Regions from separate parts of the Dromaius novaehollandiae genome. Here region 1 is linked to region 2. Evidence: chromatin contacts called from public Hi-C data. All regions are on one chromosome and are shown on one strand. The core of a region is the stretch at or near the end of the contact, and the rest is flanking DNA. Distances in the headings are between cores, read along the strand shown. Region 1 holds the start of LOC112984320 (dipeptidase 2-like). Region 2 has its middle 49 kb from the start of ESRP2.

Evidence for each region. A called contact is a pair of places that touch in the nucleus more often than the background predicts.
Region 1: a contact with region 2 is called in a Hi-C map of liver, with 5 times the contacts expected there. The contact joins the promoter of LOC112984320 here to the enhancer-like site in region 2. A contact is called at or near these places in 2 of 4 Hi-C or Micro-C datasets (brain and liver).

Annotation. Positions count from the first base shown.
Region 1 is chr13:5,198,690-5,203,603 of bDroNov1.hap1, forward strand. It overlaps LOC112984320 (dipeptidase 2-like), which reads left to right and starts at 1,517. Exons shown (of 12, transcript XM_026102116.2): 1 at 1,517-3,043.
Region 2 is chr13:4,999,376-5,004,096 of bDroNov1.hap1, forward strand. No RefSeq gene overlaps it. Among named protein-coding and RNA genes, the nearest start is that of ESRP2, 49 kb to the left of the region's middle. Within about 2 kb of position 2,171, at least 2 of the 2 cell types and tissues checked have open chromatin away from gene starts, as enhancers often do.

The DNA.
Region 1 (4,914 bases), core at 267-2,766, 200 kb after region 2:
TGAGCTGTAGGAAACTCCCAGCCACAGCTGTGTGTCCCCTGACTGCGGAGCTCCTGTGACATGTTAAGGTGCTTCGTGATGACTCTTCTCTTTTCAGAACTGGAGAAGATAAAATCAGCCTCTGTGGTGAGAAACATTCATCTTTGTCCTCCTTTTTGTTCCTTTTGCATTTGGTAATAAGTGTCGGTGAGAGCGTCTGTATGTTCGTATCCCAGGAGGATTTGGCATCAGCTGAACTGTTTGGACTGAGGCTGGTTGAAGAAGGGTCACAAAACCATGGCAGCTTCCGCCATCCACCAAACCAAGATGGAGTAACAGGGAAAGAGCTTTTTTATCAACCTGGCTCATAATCTGTTTGGCTTTCCCAAGCTTAGATTAATATTTCTTGTGAAGTCTTACCTGAGAAATATGTTGCAACCATAGTGAACTAAATGGATTAAAGCAACCAACCTCCCACCTTCATCCCCTTCCAAATGTGAATCCACTCCACTTTAGGACCTGAAAATAATACTGAGATCAGTAGAAGAAACAGCTGGAACTTAATTAGCAATAGTTAAGAGTGCCAGTATTGTTATATCTATGCAAACAGAAATCTTGATACCTTGGGATTTCCTCATCCTAGCATGTTGTAACAGTTTCTAATTAAAACACTGGTGCCTGTGCTCAAAACATGCCAACTAGCAGCCTAGGAGGTTGCAATCTTTACTCGGAAGGTGCAGTTCAGATACGTTATTAAGCAGCATTTATAGTACTATGTTAACCTGACTTCTCCCTATGTCATTTCACTGCTGTGAGATTTTAAAGCTGATCCAAACACAGCAATGTATTTGTGCCAAGGGCTGGAGTGCCTGTATGCAGGGAAGATGATGCCGTGAGCTGGTGGAGTACAAGGATTTTGCGGAGAAATCAAATTTCAATTAAAAACAGCTGCTAAAGCAGGCATCTGCATTTGCAAGGTTCTACATCCCCGGCGATAGTAACACTGCAGTTAAATCTGTGCTGGTAGCATAAACACTAGAAATTTGGACACCTAAGTATCAATTACCTTGTTGAAATTAGTGAAGTTGCTCTGGCGCTGGACCAAGTTTTTCTAGCATGAAAAGTAGTCTCAACACATCATGTCATCCCTCTGTGTCCTGACAGCAGCTGTATGACTAAGAGCTGCGGTTACTTTATACCTTCTTGGTTTACTCTGAAATACGTCTGATGAATATAACACGATATAAACAGAGGGACAGCTATTATTGTGGCAGCTGTGTAAATACGTTCTGGAAAATAAAGATCACTCTCAGGATATTTACTGAAAACCAGTCCTGCCAGATGGAGTCTGCAGGAAAGATGTACATCACAAACGCCAAATTTATATGGAGTATTAAATGCAAACAGCCAGTAAGGCTCATCGAGGGCTACTGGAGTAAAAGAGTGGAGGAAACCTGACTGCGAGCCAGAGGAAGAACTTGGCATCTAGCAGCATTAAAAATCGATGATGTTTTGAATCTTCGAAGAGGTGAGCTGTTAAAAGTCAGAGCAGGAGCTCAGTGGCTCAGCAAAAGTTGTTTTTGAACAAACACTTGTTGAGCTTAGTTTTCCTGGAGGCATGTGGAAACACAGTTTTAGGCAGAAATCAGCCCAGAGATGAAACTTAAATGGGAAGTTAAGGTGGGAAAATGAATTTAAGCCTGTTATTTGCTGCCATAAGCTAAATCAGGGAGACAGTTTCATGTCATAGGCATAAAAATGGACCTGGCCTGAAATGAGCTTATACATATTAAATGCGTATCATTTTGGGTGCTTCAGTCTACTTGGGTTGATGGCAAATGTTTATAAGTGAAGTTCATGGATTTAGGGATGTGCAGCAGAATTCCCAAGGATGTGGGGGTTTCGGCTGAAGTTCTCCAGATGCTGACAACTCATGGACTGATGACAGAGAAATGTTCTCATTGGGCTGTGACTTGCGCAATGGCTTTGTGGATATTCTGATCGTGTGAGACTTGTTTATTTCTCCGCAGAGGAACCCCAAGCAAAAGCATCGTGCCCTTCTGCAAGAGAGCCGCTGCCTGACTGCGCTTTGCCAAAACCTTGAAACAAAACAAAAATGATGATCAGCAGCCCTTATTTCTTGTGCAGCTCCAGGATGATGTTTTTGCGTGTATTTCTTTACCTATTTCAAAATGCTGACTCCACAAAAGGAGCAGGAAATCCTTGTAGACTCGAGAGGGTGACCTTTACCTTTTGAGCATATCAAAGGCATGGTACGTCCTGTTTAAAATCTAGCAAGTTTAGTAATGAGGTAGATCTTAATTGGGTTAGAAACAGTCAAGGAGTCAACACTAGCTCTGTAGGAAGGTGCTTACCTCTGCGGCTTGTTTTCCGCAAGTCAGATCTGAAAGACTCTTCTTAGAGCAGATCAGCAAAAGGACGAGAGCAACAGTCACAGGTTGCAGCAAGGCAGGTTCCAGTTGGATATAAAGAAAAGCTCACGATGGGAGTGAGCAAGTGCTGGAACAGGGGCCTGGAGAGCCTGGGTAATCTCTTTTGCTGGAGACATGGAGACCTCCGCCGGGCAAGGGCCTGAGCAACCTGATCCGACTTTGCAGTTAGCTCCCCATGGACCAGGTGGCCAGACTAGATGAAATCCCTCCAGAAGTCCCTTCTGACCTAAATTAGTGATGATGAGCATCTGTTTCTAAAACAATGTAAGCAGAGTGATGTAAAACACATCTGGCGTTAGCGAACGGATGGGCGCTGGACCGCACAAGCAGCCTGCCACAAGAGGGAGCGGATGCCGGATGCTGAGCACCGCACGCCCCAGGCGTGTGAGCTCCCGGGTGGGCAGCCGTGGAGGGAAAGCTCTCGCAGACCTTATCCCCACGCAAGGGGCAACCACGGCGTTGCTGCCAAGCGCGCAGACCGTGACATGTGAGCCGAGGAAACACAGGCCGTTTCTTTGGTGCTGATCCAGGCGGAGCTGGTGCCAAGCTCGAGCTGTTGCATCCAGTACAGTGGAACGTGGATTTCGTCTCCGCTGCGTTTTCCTAACAAGGTAACCTGCTCCAGAGAGCGTTAAGATAAACAAGAAAAAGCTATAAATCTTGTGTCAACTTTCATTTTTCAACTCTGCTCAGTCAGCATGAAAAAAAAACCTGTCTGGGTTTCCTATTTTATGTTCAGTGCTGTTGAAAAAGGGGTGCCTAGTGTATCCTGTACCCTGTCATTTCTGAATGACGGGGTGCTTGAGTGTCTTTCTTACCTAACCACTTTTAAAGATAAATGAGTCTTACTGTAGTATAAAGAATATTTTGCACATTTTGTAACAGCAGGAAACCTAGAAGGTAATATTATTTTCTATATTTGGGTCTTAGTGATATTGGATTAAAGTTGAGTAGGAAACTCTTGTAGCTACCAAGAGCAGCATTTCTCTACAAATACACAGAGCTTCGATAATGTGTAGATGAGGATCAGTTCTGCTAGCAGTCGCTTGATGTTGCTGAGCACGCGGGCATGCTTCCTGCTTAAAATCTTCATGAATACCACCATGTACATAATATTGATGGGGGAAAAAAACTTTGGATCAAAATTTACAATGTGCAACAGCTTTATGCAGCATCAGAACAGAGTCTCTGGGTGAACTAGACTTGCTACTTTCTCACTGAGCATGTTGAACTGATGCTTAAATTACACAGCTTTTGGAATAGTAGCTATACTCCACTATACAGCAGAGTACACGATAACTTTTGAGATCTCAGTGCTCCCTTCTGCAGTCATTTTGTCAGGGTCTATCTAGACAGAGGCTGCAGCTCTGGGCTGTGAGCCCGGCAAAGGCTGCGCTCCCACCTCGGGAAGCGTTTCGAGAGCGGTTGTGTTTCCAGCAGTCAGTGTTGCTCAAAATCGTTCATTCATGCGCTGTCATCAGAAGAAAAGAGAAAGAAGTGCTTTCTGTCTCTTAGCTTTGATTTTTCCTGCTGTTCACATTTTTTCAAAACTCGGGGTGTGTTTGAAAATGCTCTCCTCCTACAACCGTCCGCTGCCTCTACCGTGAGTTAGTACCTGAGTGCGCACTTGGCGCAGGCGTGCAGGAGCGGCAGGCGGCCTCGCCGCAGCGCGAGTATCCCCGTGGGCTGCCCCACGCCGAAGCCAGGTTTGTTACCTCCTATGAGAGCATTATTTCCACAGGCCACATTTGTTACAGTAAAACTCAGTCATTAATGCTCATCCTCATGGCATTTGTCACTGTTTTGTAGCATAATTTTTGAAGGCAGCCTCTGAACAATTCCAAAATATCAGCAAGGAGTGGGCGAAACCCTGCCAAAAAGGATGAGCCTGTTGGGAGCAGGGGCCGGAGGGGACGCTGCTTGCACAGACCCTGGCACAGAGAGGGGCACCGGGACAGGTGCAGCTTAAACGGGGCAGCAGTGCAGGTCGGGGACCGCGGCAGGGTGGGTGGGGGGGGAACGCCAGGATCCTCGTGTGCAGTGCAGCGGGGTGCGTGCAGCGGGGGTGCTTCGTGGAGGGGAAGCTGTTTGCTCAAGCCTGTACATACTGTTCAAAGGCTTCTGGTTCGCCTTCCAGGAAAGCGGCCCGGCGAGGCTTGAGGTAGAAGAGATCTGCACCTTATCAAAGGAGCCAGCTGGGCCCTCGGGTTGAACGCTCCCAGCTAGCTGCTCCGCCAAGGTCAGCACTTTGAAGCTGGAGGTGGTTTTGCCTGATAATGTCTGGTCTGACACAGTACTATTGAAGTAGTTGTCAGGCTCTTTTGGTTTGTTTTGGGTTTAGGAAATTATGCCATAAAGCATATCTGTCTTGAAGTTACAAGAATTTCAGAAACTTAAGATTTCTGAGAAAATAGTCCTCATCAGTGGTCGTTAGGTAGTAAGACATGTAGCATTAGCAAGAGCTCCCATTTACTTCCTAATT
Region 2 (4,721 bases), core at 921-3,420:
TTGGGGTGGTTCTCTCTCTCTCTCTCTCTCTCTCTCTCTCTCTCTCTCTCTCTCTCTCTCTCTCTCTCTCTCTCTCTCTCTCTCTCTCTCTCTCTCTCTCTCTCTCTCTCTCTCTCTCTCTCTCTCTCTTCCCCCCCCCCCCTTTTTTTTTTACATAAGCTGGTAAGCAAGATATATACACGATAAATACTTTTCTTGTAGTGGAGTGCTTTTTAGGCGATTTGATGTAACTGTTGATGTGCTTAGCTCTCTTGTTCTGGTGCCAGGGGAATCTAGCTATTGAACTTCAAATTGTTTTCATGTTTGGATTTAATTGGCTAGTGGGTCATCACCTTTTTCTGCACAAGCCAGAATGTTAGATTTTCTGTCATGACTGAGCCAGACAACCTCTGTGTAGTAAAAATGGGGTGTATGGGGGAAACAAACAAGGAAAAGGTCAAGATTAGCAGCTTTGTTTCTCTTTAATCCAACTGGCACATGCCAGATGCTATTTCATCATTAAAACCTCTCAGCTGAAGTTTCAGCACTATCAGGTGTGCCTGGGGATGAAGCCTGCTCCATAATATTAAAGTGGCACTGTTTTTGTTAACCTGTTCCCAAGAATTTGTCTTGAAGTCTATCATAAATACACTCTGAAGGAATTTGAATGCTAGATAGAACTGCACAGCTATGATTGATTCTTGTTGCGACTTTGAGAATGTTTCTCCCTTTCAAAAATTACAGCAATACCTATCCTGAGCAATACAGAGCCTACGGGATGTAGCTACTGGCCCATTTGTTATACTATTGCACGCTCCAGTTGGTCAGGTCTTGGTTATGGCTTTGCAACTGCTGGGAGCATCTTCTCTTCTTTTTAACTGCCTTATGGAAGTTGTGGCTGTGCGTCGGCTAAACTGATCTACTTAAAAGCATCCAGCTTTTCAACAGCTCCTTCCACTGTTGTTTATATGCTCTCAGCTCCTTGCCAGGCTGGGGTATCCAAGACAGGGCTGAAATACAAAACCTGAAGTAACTCACTGGCCTCATTTTAGACACGCACGTTCTCCTTACCATTTAACTCCTTTGTGGCTTTCAAATTACTCAGTAGTGATTATAGTTTAAAACTTTAAGTGTAGCTTCACACTGGTAGGAACTGTAATTGGTAACATGCTCCACCATGTGTAGAGGCTGGATCTACCGACCTCTTAAAGGGGGGGGGAGGGAATGTCTTAGCTATCCTCAAGTGTTATTTTAATCCCTATTTAGAATAGAATCTGAGACACTGGAAACTGGTTGTAGAAACTGAACTCAGATATTTCAAGCTGTGTTTTGTGTGTGTATAAACCTTAACATGTGGCATTTGCAAGCAATGTAAATTTCTAGAAGATACCTTTACAAAACAAATGCAATAACAGTATTAACATTTTTGGTACAACTGCAGAACCCTACATCAGGGAGTACTCTTAGCTTTTTTTGGTTGTAGAGGAAAACTACCTGGTCTTGCCTAAAAGGAAATAATGTTAAAAGAATAAACAATTAACTAGCTGGTTTGAATATGTATTTCTTTAAAAATGTGGACAAATTAGCTCATTTAACTCTTCAGGGAGATCAGGGAGCTTTGGGTTAAGTTTCAGGCACAGCTGTGGCAGGGAAGGCTGTGCAGGAGGTAGGGGAGTCTGGCCAGGGCCATAAGGGTTGCTGCTAATGCTCACTCTTTTTCTGGGCAACTTCTACCTCAGTCTGTCTTCCCAGACAATTACAGTGTATTTCCTAGGGCTTAAGAGAATTTTATTTCTTTGAATAGGTGTCTCCTACCCTTACTCCTCTCTTCCCCGCTGGCTCCTGCACATCTCTGTTAGACCCAGCCCCACTGCAGCGCTGCCCTGCTGGTGCCGGGGTGGGGCCAGGGGGCTTTTCCTTGGGGTAGCGGGAGGTGGGGGAAAGACCCTTTTGTTATCGCACGGTCCCCAGCGGGGTTGCTCGGTTTTATTGCGCTGCTGCGGGCTCTCTCCTCTCCCGAGCCTCCCACACCGCCTGCCCTTGGCGTCCCTTGTCTGGCTCTTGCAGGCGCAGCCACGGCGCGCCCCTGCCCCCGCGCAACCGTTACTCCCCCCAGCCGCGGCCGTTACTCCCCCCAGCCGCGGCCGTTACTCCCCGCCGGCGGCTCCGCACACGCCACGCGGCCAGGGCCCCTGCACGCCCCTGGCGGCCGCGGCTGGTGTGACGGGGAGTGGCCCCTGCCCGCCCTGGGCCAGGCTACTGAGCCGGTGCCAAAATGAGATTAAAAGGGAAGGAGTCCTTCAGCTGCTGTCTGCTGTGGCGGCCCTCTTCCACGACGAAAAGGGACAGGGGCCACGGCAGAGCGTTTTCCGTGGCGGTCTGCTCCACGGCTGGAGGAGCCAGACAAGCCACGAGGGAGGGCAGGTGGCTGTGGCCCCGGAGAGCCCCTTCCCGACTGCAGCCCCCCTCCCACCACGTCGAAGGGCACACTGGCCTCCCTCTGCCACGCTGGTCCTCCTCAGTCGCATCTGTCTCCCTCCACCAGGTCCCTAAGACCTGACATGTGCTTGCAAATGAGTTTTTTTCCTGCCTTTGGCCTGACAGGAGTACATTTGCATTTGGTATTTGAAGATTTCTTGTGATACTCTAAGGAATAAGTCCCACGTCACTAAGCAGACCCTTTCTGGCCTGGTGGATGTGACACCGGGCAGGCTGGCCCAGGAGGGTTTATGTGGCTCAGCTGTGAAAGGGGGAGTCTGCTCTGAGGCAAGGAGGAGGGTTTTAGTTGAGGCAGGCGTATTTTGAATGTGGAGACCTCAAGTAAAGCAGGTAACTTCTGGAAGCTCAGGTGTGCTTACATTTGTCCTTTAGCTAAACTTTTGGCAGCAGCACATGCTGGAAGTAATGTCAGGACTGTATGAAAAATGTCTGTATCTTCTCAGTTCAGACTTGCTTACCGAGTATGGTACCTGACCTCCTGCTTACCTGCAGTTTAGCGTAGGGGCTTTATAGGTGATGACCCAACAGTTCTCCTGCGCAAATGGAACGTGGACACTGGCACCATGCATCCTTGAATGATAGTTTACGTCGCTGGAGAAGGCTGGGAGCTTGAGGTAAGGCCTAAATACTTTTTTCTTCTCTTTGAAGTATGCATTTATTCTTTGCAATTGAATTTCTAGACTTGCTGTTTTGTAGAAGCCTTTCTAAGGGGATAGCTGTCTTTTACATGTATGTAATTTGATAGAATAAGACTATTGTATGAAAAATTAATATAGAAAATGTCTAGGTTTAATTGTTTCACCACAAAGAAAGATGAAATGTACGGGAAGAAACTGTGATTTGATGGTTATTGTTATTTAAGATATAGTCCTCACCCTCTGCCATCACCCACAAAGCTTGATTCTCAAAAATAAGCTTATTTTGTGCCTACAATGTGTAAAATGGCTTAAGTGCACTTGTGTTGCTATATTATGTAATTGGAGAACAGTTAAGGTTGTTTGTATTGCTTTGTTTCTTAGTTTTCTGGGTCTGATAGTTTTGGTTTTGAGATGGTATCTTTGCTTGTGTAGTCCTGCTCCCGTTCTCTTGACACCATGTTAATTTTACCTAGAAATTGTTTTTACGTTGATCATCCCATGGGGCGTATTACAGTTTAGAGGGAGGATAGCATGCTCTTATTCCTTCAGTTTGAGGTGAGGTGAGACTGAAGAGTGTGAAATGCCCATTCCCTATTTGAATAGTTGCAGCTGTGCTTCCAGATCAGGTGTTTTGCATTGGAATTGCTTAATCTGCAGAGTATCACACTAGATTGGCTTCTAAGTTTTGCTTTTACATGAACTAACATATTTTCAACAAGCTTTTGTCAGTGAAACTCAGTTCCTGGAGTTTATATATATTTTAACAAAAATCTTCAACACTTTCAGTTTTGAAATAGTGTTTCATTTCAGTCTCTCTATTCAGTTAAAAGTGAATCACAAAACTTGCTGTTTATCCAGTTGCATCTTATTTTGTATAGACCTATATTTTACGAAGTCCACGATAACAAGTTTTGAGTCTGCTATGTATAGTATCTTCTAAAAGTTGATTGCATGTAAAGATAGCTTGGAGTATTCAAAGCAGAAAACTGTGCCGAGGTCTGCCTGAGGTCACGTTAAAACCTTGACTGTTTAGATCCACTTATTATATTGATTTTTAAAAAGCAAAACCAAAATAAAACTGTACGCCTGAATTTCTTATAGGATCAGGTGAGGGGCACTATATTATTTTCATATCTAGGTAGACAATATAAATATTCAAGTAAAAAAGGTAGGTTATTCTTGACTTGCTTTGAATAACCCAGACAGTTGTGCTTTTCTTATATTTGTATATTACTATGTACATCTTTTTCATGTTACTTTATCTACTTGGTGGGTTTTTTTTTAAATACCTAGTTACTTGAAGCTGCTTTCTGTGTGCTTGCTAAGCATAAAAAGCTTAATTCTGTAAACATTACTACAGTATTATTGCAATTCTGTGTCTTTAATGTTAGCCGTGGCTTTGAGAGATTATCTTTTATCCTTTTAGTAACCTTTCCGTTGTGATGTGAGTAGGAGTTTTTAGATTTCTCAGGAGAATCAGTGGATCTTTATTTCACTAATGTAATTTTAACGAACTGTGCTAATTTAGTGTTTCACTGATTACGCTAATCTTTGCTGCCAGCAGATGTCCCCCTTAGACCAGGACTTACAAGTAGTGTAGTTGAA